2 separate regions of the Mus musculus genome follow, and region 2 is linked to region 1. The links are chromatin contacts, called in public promoter capture Hi-C maps. All regions are on one chromosome and are shown on one strand. The core of a region is the stretch at or near the end of the contact, and the rest is flanking DNA. Distances in the headings are between cores, read along the strand shown. Region 1 holds the start of Acap1 (ArfGAP with coiled-coil, ankyrin repeat and PH domains 1). Region 2 holds the start of Pld2 (phospholipase D2).

Region 1 (6,185 bases), core at 1,771-4,270:
AAACTCAAGAGATCCACCTGCCTCTGCCTCCTGAGTGCTGGGATTAAAGGTGTGCACCACCACACTGGACTTCTAGTTTTTTAGAAAAGCCAACTTCAGGCCAGTGAGATAGTTTACCTGACAGGTAAGCCAGGCAACCTAAGTGCAATTCTGGAGCCTGGGGTGGAGGGAGAGAACTGACCTGAATTGTCCACTGACCTCCTCCCATGCATTACAGCATACGCACTCACACACACACACACACACACACACACACACACACACACACACACACACACACACGATTATATAGATGATAGACAGACTGACAGACCAGCACTCCTGAGGTAAAAGCTGGCAGGTCTCTGTGAGTTTGAGGCCTAGCCTAGTCTACATAGCAAGTTCCAGGCCAGCCAGGGTAGATAATATGACCTTGAAAAAAAAAAAAAAAAAAAGAACAGTATCCAGTATCTACCATAGGATTTCTCATTAGCCTCTGAACACACCAATTAGGTTAGGCTGCATGGTCAGAAAACCCCAATAATTAATTCTCTTGTCTCTACTTCAATACTAGGGTTATAAATGTATACCATACATATACCTTGTCATTTTTACATGGTGGGGGGGGGAAATCAAACTTAGGTTTCATGCTGGCAAGGGGTGCACTTTGTTGACCAGCCATCTCTCCTGGTCCCTGTAGACTTTATTGTTAACTAGACTGCACCAATGCTAATTTTTGGTTGTGATAATGAGTAAAAACTGCATTAAATATCATCACTCAGGGAAGCTGGCAGGGACGTGGCCTCTCTAAGCAATTACTACAAGTGTAGGATTAACCTGAATTTTAAAAGTTCAATTAGAGGGCTAGAGAGATGCTTCAGTGGTTAAGAGCACTGACTGCTCTTTCAGGGGTCCTGAGTTCAATTCCCAGCAACCACATGGTGGCTCACAACCATCTGTAATGGGATCTGATGCCCTCTCCTGGTGTGTCTGAAGACAGCTACAGTGTACTCATATACATAAAATAAATAAATTTTTTAAAAAAGTTCAATTAGAACCATTTGAGGGGTTGGAGAGATGGCTCAGTGACTACGTGCACTGGCTGCTCATGCAAAGGACTCAGGTTCAATTCCCAGCATCCACATTGTGGCTCACAACTGCAACTCCAATTCCAGAGGATCCAATGCCCTCTGCTAGCCTCTGTAGCAGCCACTAGGTGTGGACATGGTTCACAGACATTTACCCAGATAAAACAGCCAAATATATATACTGAAATAATATCAATAATGTTTTAAGAAGTGTTTGCTCTGGGGATGTAGCTGGTGGGGGAACCCGGCCTGTCTAACATGCACAAAGATGAATTCCATCTCCAGGGGGGAAATAGAGGTCAGAGGATTGGGAATTCAAGACCAGGCTCAACTACAGGTAAATTCAAAGCTAGCCTGAACTACATGTGACCCTGTCTCAAAAAGTATATATTAATATGTTAATAATTTACATACACACACACACACACACACACACACACACACACACATATATGTATGTATTTCAGGCAGGGTTTCTCTTCTGTCCTAGAACTTACTATGTAAACAGACCAAGCTATCTTAGAACTCACAAGAGATTCATCTGCCTCTGCCTCCCAAGTGCTGGGATCTGGGTACGCAGCCCCATTCCCAGCTTTTTTTTTAGCCCTAGCTGGCCTAGAACTCACAGAGATCTGCCTGTTTCAGCTTCACCAGTGTTAGGATTAAAGGCATGAGCCAGTACATCCAGATTTTGGGGTGGGGGGGTCAAGACAGGGTTTCTCTGTGTAGCCCTGGCTATCCTGGAACTCACTTTGTAGACCAGGCTGGCCTCCAACTCAAAAATCTGCCTGCCTCTGCCTCCCAAGTGCTGGGATTAAAGGCGTGCGCCACCACGCCCAGCAACATCCAGATTTTAAATATAATTGTGTGTGTGTGTGTGTGCCAGGCACAGTTAACTTTCAATGACTCTAACGCATTCCCAGTCTCCCGCCATCTCCCTGACCTTTTATTTTAATTTTATTCTAATCTTTTATTTTAATCTGACTCTGCATCTTTTCTCCATGACGTGGTCACCTTTTCCAGGCGGGTCTCCAATTCTGACACTTCAGTTTCCACCAGTTCAATCGAGGCTCTGGGAAAGAATGGACAGCACTTAGGTCCACTGGGCCTCTGCTTAGCATCAGGGGCAGGGTTGGCGTCATGGGGTGATGGGTATGCACAGACCAAGCAGAGTCCAGACAGTTTCTGCTCTTGTGCTGCTGTGCACATTCTAAGCTTCAATAACCCAGACCAGAGCAGGAAGAGTAGGAGGGTGGATGTGGCCAGGGCAGGAAGTTGCTAACCGCCCCGGGGCAGGTGCTGGGGGAGGGGATGCCGTGAGAAGGAAGGAGGAATGCCAATTATAAAGACCAGAAGGGGCAGAAAGGCAGAGTAAAGTGAGCTTCGGAGAGCATGGAGGTTCTGTTATTAAAGGGTTTTTTTTTTTTTTTTTTTTTTTTTTTTTTACTCTGTAGCCCAGGTTAGCCTGGAACACTTAACAACCTTCCTGCCTCAGCCTCCCAAGTGCTGGGGTTCCATGCCTGATTTGAGAGCCTGGCTTGAGTGGTAGAGGCACTAGGTCCCACCAGTTCCCTCTGGTCCCTGTGGCCTAGGCTCTAAGGTTGGTCCTGCCTGGGGAATGCTGGGGGTGGGTGGGTGGGTGTTGGGACCTATTGGGCCTTCCTTCCCCTCCTTAGTCTCATGGACCTGCACACACTTACCGGAAGCGGGGTGAGTCCTTGAGACATTCTTCAAAATCTAGCTTGACCGTCATCTCAGATGACTTGCTTTGGGGGCCTGGGGGGCCCTGGAGGTCAGGTAGGTGGGGATGTAGGCAGATGCACTCCCCACCCCCCAAGAGGGGTATTAATGGAGAAGAATCCTCTGGTAGGAAGAGCCTGGGTCTGGAATTCTTTCCCCAAAGGGAACGGGGTAACCCAGGAGGAGCTCTAACCCCACCACTTCTAGGCAGCTCTGGGAGGGGTAGGGGTGGGGCCTGGGCGGAGGGGGGTGCTGAGATCACAGAAACCACAGTCCCTCCCCCAGAGACTGCCTGCTGTCACCTTCCATCTGGGACACTGGTCTTTCTCTGCTGCTTTCTCCATTGGTGAATAAATTTTTTGAGGGGGAAATGATGGTCTAGAGTCAAATCTGTCTCTGTCACTTAAGACTTTGTGTGATTAGTTGGGCATAGTGCTACATGCCTTTAATTACAGCAGAGACAGGCAGATCTCTGTGAGATCAAGGCCAGTGTGATCTACAGAGCAAGTCACAGGCCTGCCAGGGCTACACAGCGAGACCCTGTCTACACAAAAACCAGTGTGACACTGAACAAGTTCTCTGACCCTTCAGTTCCCTCATCTGGGAGACAAAAAAGCGAGGGGCAGCGCACGCCTTTCATCCAAGCACTCAGTGGGTGGATCTCTGAGTCTGAGGCCAGCTGGTCCAGAGTGAGCTCCAGGACAGCCAGGTCTACACAGAGAAATCCTGTGTCTTTGTCAGGGTTTCAATTCTTGCACAAAAGCAAATTGGGGAGGAAAGGGTTTGTTCAGCTTACACTTCCACACTGCTATTCATCACCAAAGGAAGTCAGGACTAAAACTCAAGCAGGTCAGGAAGCAGGAGCTGATGCAGAGGCCATGGAGGGATGTTACTTACTGGCTTGCTTCCCCTGGCTTGCTCAGCTTGGTTTCCTTCTTTCTTTCTTTTTAAAATTTATTTATTATATATAAGTACACTGTAGCTGCCTTCAGACACAACAGAAGAAGGTGTCAGATGCCATTACAGATGGCTGTGAGCCACCATGTGGTTGCTGGGAATTGAACTCAGGACCTCTGGAAGAACAGACAGTGCTCTTAACCACTGAGCCATCTCCCCAACCCCTCAGCTTGGTTTCTTATGGAACCCAGGACTACCAGCCCAGGATGACACTACCCACAATGGGCCATTACCCCCTTGATCACTAATTGAGAAAATACCTTACATGGATTCTCCAGATCTCATGGAGGCATTTCCTCAAGGGAGGCTCCTTTCTGTGTGATAACTCCAGCTTGTGTCAAGTTGACACACAAAACCAGCCAGTACACCCTGCCTCAAAGATGGTGTTAATAAATGTACAGTATGCTGATTCTATCAGACATGGACATTCTGCTGCAAGGTTGGGCCTTTTCAAGACCCTAGGTTTTGGGACCAGCAAAGTGGCCCACTGTGTAAAAGTGTTTTTCACACATCCAGTCTGACAACCCAAGTTTGACCCCAGAAACCCTAGCAGAACTTATTATGGAAAGTTCCTCTAACCTCGGACCTCCACAGGTGTACCATGTTAACCAAATAAACCAACAGTGAGTTTTTATTTGTTGTTGTTGTTGGCTTTTTCTTTCTTTTTTTTTTTTTTTTTTTTTTTTGTTTCTGAGACAGGGTTTCTCTGTGTAGCCCTGGCTGTCCTGGAACTCACTCTGTAGACCAGGCTGGCCTCGAACTCAGAAATCTGCCTGCCTCTGCCTCCCAAGTGCTGGGATTAAAGGCGTGTGCCACCACGTCGGGCAATAGTGAGTTTTTAAAGCCCTGGTTTTGTTTTGTGTTCTGAAGCAGGCTCTCACTTCGTAGAACAGACTGTGCTTGATTTTGTGACCTTGCTACTTTAGCCCCTAAGTGCTTGCTCCCAGGAGCACAGTTCCTTGGGTTGCTCTGTTCCTCCTCTTGCTTTGCCTTCCCGGGTTATTGTGTCTGGACATCCCTCCCGCTCTCCTGGGCTCCCAGAGCAGGCCCAGTCTGGACACGCAGCTCCCAGCACTCAGATTCCTGATGTTCTCTTTATTGTCCATTAGAGTGGAGACAGGGAAGGCAACCCTCACCCCACTCCTCGTTGACTACATTTTCCAAGGTCTACGTTCTTTTTTCTGAGTCCACTGGAGCCGCAAGCTTTCATCTAGAGAAAGAAAAGGTTAGGCTTTCTTGCAGCAGGGGTACGCTCTTGTCCATGTGACCCACAAATCTCTAGAACCTACCCACTTAACCCCTCTGCCTCCCTGGGCAGTGCAAGTTACCCCCTTGCCTTGGCCCAGGCTCACGTCTGCGCCCATTCCAGCTTGGAGGGTTCTGGTTACTTCCATGTTCCTTTTCTGAGCTCCCTGGACTTCGGCACCTTGGCCCCTTAGCCCAACAGTTGGGCGTCACCTGTGACCCATTGACTGTGAAGGACATAGTACTAACTAGAGAGGGGTGGGGTGGCAGAGGGGAGTCAAGGAGGAGGCATGGAGCCCTTGGCTGATGCTAGGCTGGAGGGGATCTCAACCCCTCTGAGCATCACTCGGACCTGGTCTCTATAATGTAGTCAATCAACGCCAGGATGTTTAAGACCTCTTTTACTGCCTGTGGCTGATGCACTGACTTAAAAGGGATTGGGAGGGTGGGAGATGGGAGCTTGTTAAGAGCCAGGCCTAGAGAGATGGTGCCCTTGCCAGGTTGCACTAGAGTTAGGGTTATGCTCAGAAAGCGCTAAATGGTTTTGTCATACCCAAAGACGCTTCCAACAGTACCTGGAGTGCCTTTCGGATTCTCAGTAACCCAGGTCAAACCTGAAGGACCTGGAAGTAACAGGAGGACAGTTTGTTCCGTCCTCCCACCCCACCCCCCAGGCTGTCCTCCCCGGGCCATCCTCCCCAGGCCATCCTCCCCAGTCTCTCACTATCCTGTTCTTCATCTTCTATATCCTCTCCGAGCTCTGGGCGGGAGCCGGACCTCAGATACCTTCCTTTGCTGTAGTATTCCTTGCGCTGTAGATTAGCCAGCTGCCCCATGGAAGAGTCTGAGGCTGATGGGAACTGGTTTCTATAGGTAGCAGAATCTGAAAAAGTACCCCAGACAATCTTGAGCCTGTGGCCACCTGCTCTGCCTTTGAGTCAGGCCACTACCGGATTAGAGTTTAAGTTCTCATCTAACACCCCTCCCCCATGTTAAAAAGCCTTCAGTGAACCCCCATCCCCCAAGGGTTCTCTTAATCTCTCTGTTCAGTTTGTCTCTGGAGGCCCCCCCCCCCCCAGTGGAGACTCAGCTCCAGTTGTTCCCATTCCTTCCCTAGCGTCCCCTCCAGTCACTGCCTCTCTGTCAGACGAGCAAGACTGTAGGCCAATGCTCTCT
Region 2 (6,185 bases), core at 1,352-3,851, 640 kb after region 1:
GTAGACTAGACTGGCCTTGAACTCAGAAATCTGTGTCTCTGCCTCTGCCTCTTGATGCTGACATTAAAGGTATGCACTGCTACCATCCGGCTCCTTTCCACTTTCTGCTTGTTAGCAATAATGCTGCTCTGAGCATCTGAGTATACATTTTTCTGTACATATGCTTATATTTTAGGGGAGAGGGGTCAAGACAGGGTCTATGTAAACTTGGCTGTCCTGCAACTCGCTCTGTAGACCAGGCTGGTCTTGAACTCATGGAAATCCACCTGAGGGGCTGGAGAGGTGGCTCAGTAGTGACGAACACTGGCTGCTCTTGTAAAGGACTTAGGTTCGATCTCCAGCATCCACATAACAGCTCACAACTGTAAGTAGTCTGGTCCCAGGGTCACACTGTCCTCTTGCCTCCACAGGTATTAGGCATGCACATGGCACACATACACACATGCAGGCAAAGTACTCATGCACATACAAAGGAAACAAAACAAAACAAAAAAGAAAAAAAAATCCACCTGCTTTTGCCTCCCAAATACTGAGATTGAAGGCATGAATGACTACTGCCCAACTGGATTTTTTTTTTAACTTAAAAAAATACTTTGTGTGTGTATGTAGGGTCTAGAGGAAAAGACAGCAGATCTCTTGTGAGTTTGAGACCAGCCTTATCTATATATAGTGATTTCAAGACCAGCCAGGACTACATAGGGCAGTGGATCTCAACCTTCCTAATGCTGTGACCCTTTAATACAATTCCTCATGTTGTAGTGAGCCCCAACCATAAAAGTATTTTCATTGATATTTTATAACTGTAATTTTGCTACTGTTATGAATTGTAATGTAAATATCTGATATGCAGGATATCTGCAGGCTGAAAAACCACTGACATAGAGGTATCCTATCTAATATATAGATATGCACATATGTATTAAGGTTTTTAATTAGGAAAAGATGAACAGATACTTTATCAAGATACTTAAGCATATGTGTAATGGTTTGTATATCCTCAGCCCTGGGAGTGTCACTATTAGAAGGTGTGGCCCTGTTGGAGTAGGTGTGTCACTGTGGGTGTGGGCTATAAGACCCTCATCCTAGCTGCCTGGAAGCCAGTATTCTGCTAGCAGCCTTCAGATGAAGATGTAGAACTCTCAGCTCCTCCTGTACCATGCCTGCCTGGGATGCTGCCATGATCCGGCCTTGATGATAATGAACCTCAGAACCTGTAAGCCAGCCCCAATTAAATGTTGTCCTTATGAGGGTTGCCTTTCATGGTGTCTGTTCACAGCAGTAAAACCCTAACTAAGACAATAGGAAATACAGTTAACGCTGTTAATATTCAGAGATGTACAATTAAGACTGCAGTGGTAAACCTTTCAGACCACTCTAATGGATAACAGGAAGGATCTATGGAATTGAATGTGCACCGTGCTATGGAGCAGCTACAACAGAAGTACCATACACTGGTTTTTAGAAATATAAAATAGAAGAGCCATTTTGGAAAGTTTTTGTATTTAATTGTTTTCTCTATTTTGGCTTTGTGTGTATAAATGTTTTGTGTGTGCAGTGGCCACAGAGGCAAGAAGAGAACATCAGATCCCCTGGGGACTGCTTGGTGAGCAGCCATGTGGGTGCTAGGAATCAGACTCAGGTCCTCAGCTCATGCACAGAGCCATCTCTCCAGCCCCGGGGTTTGTTTTTTCAGCAGTGTTTTGCTGTGTAGCCTCAGCTGGTCTCAATGCCCAAGCTTCACAATACTCTCTCCAATTCTCTGTGCTGCTGAGCTACAAACTGCCAAGCCCAGACCTCGACAGCAAACAGTAAGTTAAACATACACTTATATGACCCAGTAGTTCCACTCTAGTTGTTTACAGAAGAGGAATTAAAATAATAAGTCCACAAAAATGACTGGCACATAAATGTTTATTGGAGGTTCATTTCCAGTGAACAAAACCTAAAACAATTCAAATGATGATTCAGCGGAAATTTGGAAGGGAAAAAAAGGACAGCCTTTAGGATCTGGGGAAAAAAAGTTTTTTCCAGACTGAAATTTACAGGCGATTAGGTTCCAGGTTCCGAAATTGGTCTGTTATTGTCGCTCAGTGTCGGGCTAATCACTCCTGCGTTAAAAGAGCGTTTCAAGAATGAAGAATGCGATTTCTCATACAGCAACGAACTTGGCAGTCACTCGGCTTTTTATGCTCTTATTACCTTCCATCAACAAAGGCTATCTGTACCGGGCCCACCAAGGGGACATCTGCAGGTCCTCGCAACCCAGGCCGTTCTGCCCGGATTCCAGGCAGTGCTGGGGACCAGACTACCCAATGGCCGCGCGCGCGCGCGCGCGCAGTAGAGGAATGTGCACTACGTGGATCGCACACTGGGGGGTGCTGGACATAGCCAGCAGGTGCCCCGAGGGCAGCTGGAGGAAGAAGACAGCCCTGGGGAGTGGGCGGCCTCCGGAGTGGGCGGCCCGGGCCCGGGCGTCTCTAACGCAGGGCGGGCAGAGGACGGCGGGGGCGGGACCCAGTCGACGCGACAGTCGTGGAGGTGAGCCCTGGGGGCCTTCCCGCCCCCCGAGGGCAGGCTCTGAACCCCGGCCCCGCCCCGGCCCTCTGGGGTGTAGGCTCCTGGCTGAGTTCTGCCTGCTTGCGAACCCGCACGGGCGCCGGGGTCCGCATCCAGGGTGCGGGGGCCCGGGACGTGGCGCGGCTGAGGTCCGGAGCCCCGGGAACCGGGCGGGGACGCTGTCGGGCTGGAGCTGCAACGGCCTTCTGACTCAGCCGCTCGTCCAGATTTCGGGATCTCTCTCCTGGGCGGGGAGCGCGCAACTTCCTCATTCCCGCCCGGACCCTTGCTTCCAGCCAGTCTGACCTGACTTCGAGCCTCGCTGTCACCAGGGCTCCTCCCTTGGACTTAACCTCGCCCCAGTTCGAGGCCATCCCACCTTAGCTAGGTGCTTTTTTGGACCTGAATTTGGAATGAGAAGCGGGGCTGAGAGGCTCTGGTTGAAGGCTGGGGGAGGGAATGGAGGTTGCAGGGGTGGGTGTTAGAGGGGCGTCGGTCTACAACCCTAGACGTTGAGAGTCACTGAGTAAGACGGGAGAGGACCGACCGGGGGCGTTGGATGGGGAAGGGGTGTTTCTGTAGGGCGAGTCCCTTCCTGAGGCTTCCTCATATTCCTAGGATGACTGTAACCCAGAAGAACCTCTTTCCCTATGGGGACTATCTGAACTCCAGCCAGTTGCACATGGAGCCAGATGAGGTTGACACTCTGAGGGAAGGAGAGGATCCAGGTATAGAGGGAGATGGCTCCCAGAGAGGGGAGATAGGGATCTGAGGCCTCCTGAGATCTTTACACCCTTGGGTTGTTTTGTTTTTGTTTTGCTTTTTTCCCCTCCCAGCTGATCGAATGCATCCCTATCTGGCCATCTATGACCTTCAGCCTCTGAAAGCACACCCCTTGGTGTTCGCCCCTGGGGTCCCTGTTATAGCCCAGGTGGTGGGCACCGAAAGATACACCAGCGGATCCAAGGTCAGTCACCAGCGGATACCAGGGAAGGCGAGAGAGGGAGTCCTGGCCCAAGTGGAGGCCTGGGTTGGGCCAGAAGACATATTTTAGATTTTCATATCCCCAGGTGGGAACCTGTACTCTATATTCTGTTCGCTTGACGCATGGTGACTTTACCTGGACAACCAAGAAGAAGTTCCGACACTTTCAGGAGCTGCATCGGGACCTCCAGAGACACAAAGTCTTGATGAGTCTGCTCCCTTTGGCTCGGTGAGTAGAACTCGGTTGCTTCCCGTGAAAGGCAGGTACTTCTCACCCCATGGCAGCCTCACTCACTCCTGTCTGTCTGACTCTTATCCCCTGGGCATTTTCCTTCCTCAGCTCTGTGCCGTGCCCCCTCCCTTGTCCCTGGTTCCCAGGAAACTTTCCCTGCTTGGATCTCCTCCATAGTACTGTGCCAATATTTTAGCCAGGCTGGATGCCCAGAATTGTCCTTAGCAACCCCCTCCTCCCAGTTGTCTCCATTCCCAGGACAGAGACCCTTTCTTTCTTCTGCCTTTCTTCTTTCTTTCTTTCTTCTGCTAGCCTTTCTTCCTCCAAGGCCCCGTCTCCAGCTCCTTCTTGAGTCTTCTCTCATCTCTGTAGCTTTGCTGTGACCCATTCTCCAGCCCGAGAGGCAGCCGCCGAGGATATACCCTCCCTACCCCGAGGAGGTTCTGAGGGCTCTGCCAGACACACAGCCAGCAAACAGGTATGCAGCAGGTCCTGTAGCAAGGTGTGCAGTATGCAAAAGGTTCTGGCTACATCTGTTTCTTTTCCGTCTCCCTTCAGAAATACTTGGAAAATTACCTCAACCGCCTCCTGACCATGTCTTTCTATCGCAATTACCACGCCATGGTAAGGTCCTGGATGCCTGGGTGGATCCTTCTCTCTCCCTCCTGTTTTTATTTTTTAATTAAAGATTTATTTATTATATGTAAGTACACTGTAGCTGTCTTCAGACACTCCAGAAGAGGGCTTCAGATCTCATTAGGGATGGTTGTGAGCCACCATGTGGTTGCTGGGATTTGAACTCAGGATCTCTGGAAGAGCAGTCAGTGCTCTTAACTGCTGAGCCATCTCTCTAGCCCACCTGTTTTTATTCTTAACAACAAAACAAAACAGGGTCTTACTGTAAAACCTGGGCTAGCCTTAAACTTTCTGTGTAGACCAGGCTAGCCTTGAACTGACCTAGATACACCTGCCTCTGCTCCCAAGTGCTGGTATTAGGTGTGTGCCAACATACCCTAGGATGCTTGTGTTTTTTGAAGTAGATGAGGATCATCAGATCCCCAGGGGACAAAGGGTGCAGAGTTAGTAGGGCAGGGGAGGCTGAAAGCCAAGTCTCCCCCTAAACTTATTTCTTCCTCTGCAGACAGAATTTCTGGAAGTCAGTCAACTTTCCTTTATCCCAGACCTTGGCTCCAAAGGACTGTGAGTGTGGGAACTCCTTACCCAGCCTTCAGCAGGCATAAGTCTCCATCTTCCTGCTTGAAAATAAAACTCGGTACAGTGTGCCTAGGGTCCCCAATGATCTTGCTTGTCCCTGTAGGGAAGGGGTGATCCGGAAGCGCTCGGGCGGGCATCGAGTTCCCGGCTTCACCTTCTGTGGCCGAGACCAAGTTTGTTATCGATGGTCCAAGAGGTGAGCAAGGGCTGGAGCTAAGGCATCAGTGGGCAGGAAGAGGGAGACCTGGAGGACCTGGATGATACCACACGGCCCTTCCGCTCCAGGTGGCTGGTGGTGAAGGACTCCTTCCTGCTGTACATGCGCCCGGAGACCGGCGCCATCTCATTTGTTCAGCTTTTTGACCCTGGCTTTGAGGTCCAGGTCGGAAAAAGGAGCACAGAGACGCGGTATGGGGTGAGGATCGACACCTCCCACAGGTGAGGCTTCCTGGCTATGAGAGTAGCCTGTGGTCCTAAGGGGAGCTGAGCAGGAGAGACCATGGGGGAAAAGGGAGGCTCTTCAATCCTCTGTGCCCTGGCCCGGCCAGAGCTTTGAGTAAGGGAATTAATCTACTCACATATTTAGGATACTCCTAGAGTAAAAGCTTATAGCACAGGCGCTTGGAATAAATGAGGACAGGGTAGTCTTCCAGTTTAGAAAAAAGGGGGCGGATGCTGGAGAGAAAAGAATGAGTAGCGCTCTTGCGGAAGCCCTGACTGTGTTCCATTCCCTGCACACACATGGGATGGCTTATACCCACCTGTAACTCCAGCTCTAGGGAGGCTGATGCCCTCTTTTGGTTTCTGTGGACATCTTTACTTACACCTGGGCACGTGCACATGCACGCACACACATTCACACACACACACACACACACACACACACACACACACACACACACTAAAACTTAAAGGAGAGGAAAGAAGCAGAACACGGCCCTGCATACCTGTAATCCCAGCCCTTTGGGAGGCTGGGCTGGGAGGAATGGCTTTGTAGGCTTGACAACTCTATAGTGAAACTCTCTTAAAATGAAGAGGCCTGATGGTAGTGGTGCACGTCTTTAATCCCAGCGCTCAGGAGGCAGAGGCAGGCAGATCACTGTGAATTCAAGGCAAGCCTTGTCTATAGAGTGAGTTCCAGGACAACCAGGGCTGTACACAGAGAAACTCTGTTGAAGGTGGGGTTGGGGAGGTAAGA

What was found. Promoter capture Hi-C pulls out the DNA fragments that hold promoters and counts their contacts.
Region 2: a contact with region 1 is called in a promoter capture Hi-C map of embryonic stem cells. The contact joins the promoter of Pld2 here to the promoter of Acap1 in region 1. A contact is called at or near these places in 4 of 39 promoter capture datasets (embryonic stem cells, liver and pre-B cells) and 1 of 9 other capture datasets (pancreatic islet).

The regions. Positions count from the first base shown.
Region 1 is chr11:69,892,519-69,898,703 of GRCm38.p6, forward strand. It overlaps Acap1 (ArfGAP with coiled-coil, ankyrin repeat and PH domains 1), which reads right to left and starts at 3,021. Exons shown (of 22, transcript NM_153788.3): 1 at 2,768-3,021; 2 at 2,082-2,139. The coding sequence starts at 2,820. 2810408A11Rik (RIKEN cDNA 2810408A11 gene) reads right to left here. Exons shown (of 9, transcript NM_001382461.1): 6 at 5,734-5,892; 7 at 5,585-5,632; 8 at 5,093-5,236; 9 at 4,840-4,974. The coding sequence ends at 4,916.
Region 2 is chr11:70,537,671-70,543,855 of GRCm38.p6, forward strand. Pld2 (phospholipase D2) reads left to right here and starts at 2,602. Exons shown (of 25, transcript NM_008876.3): 1 at 2,602-2,944; 2 at 3,175-3,284; 3 at 3,393-3,523; 4 at 3,627-3,769; 5 at 4,145-4,250; 6 at 4,331-4,396; 7 at 4,914-4,972; 8 at 5,091-5,183; 9 at 5,273-5,425. The coding sequence starts at 3,176.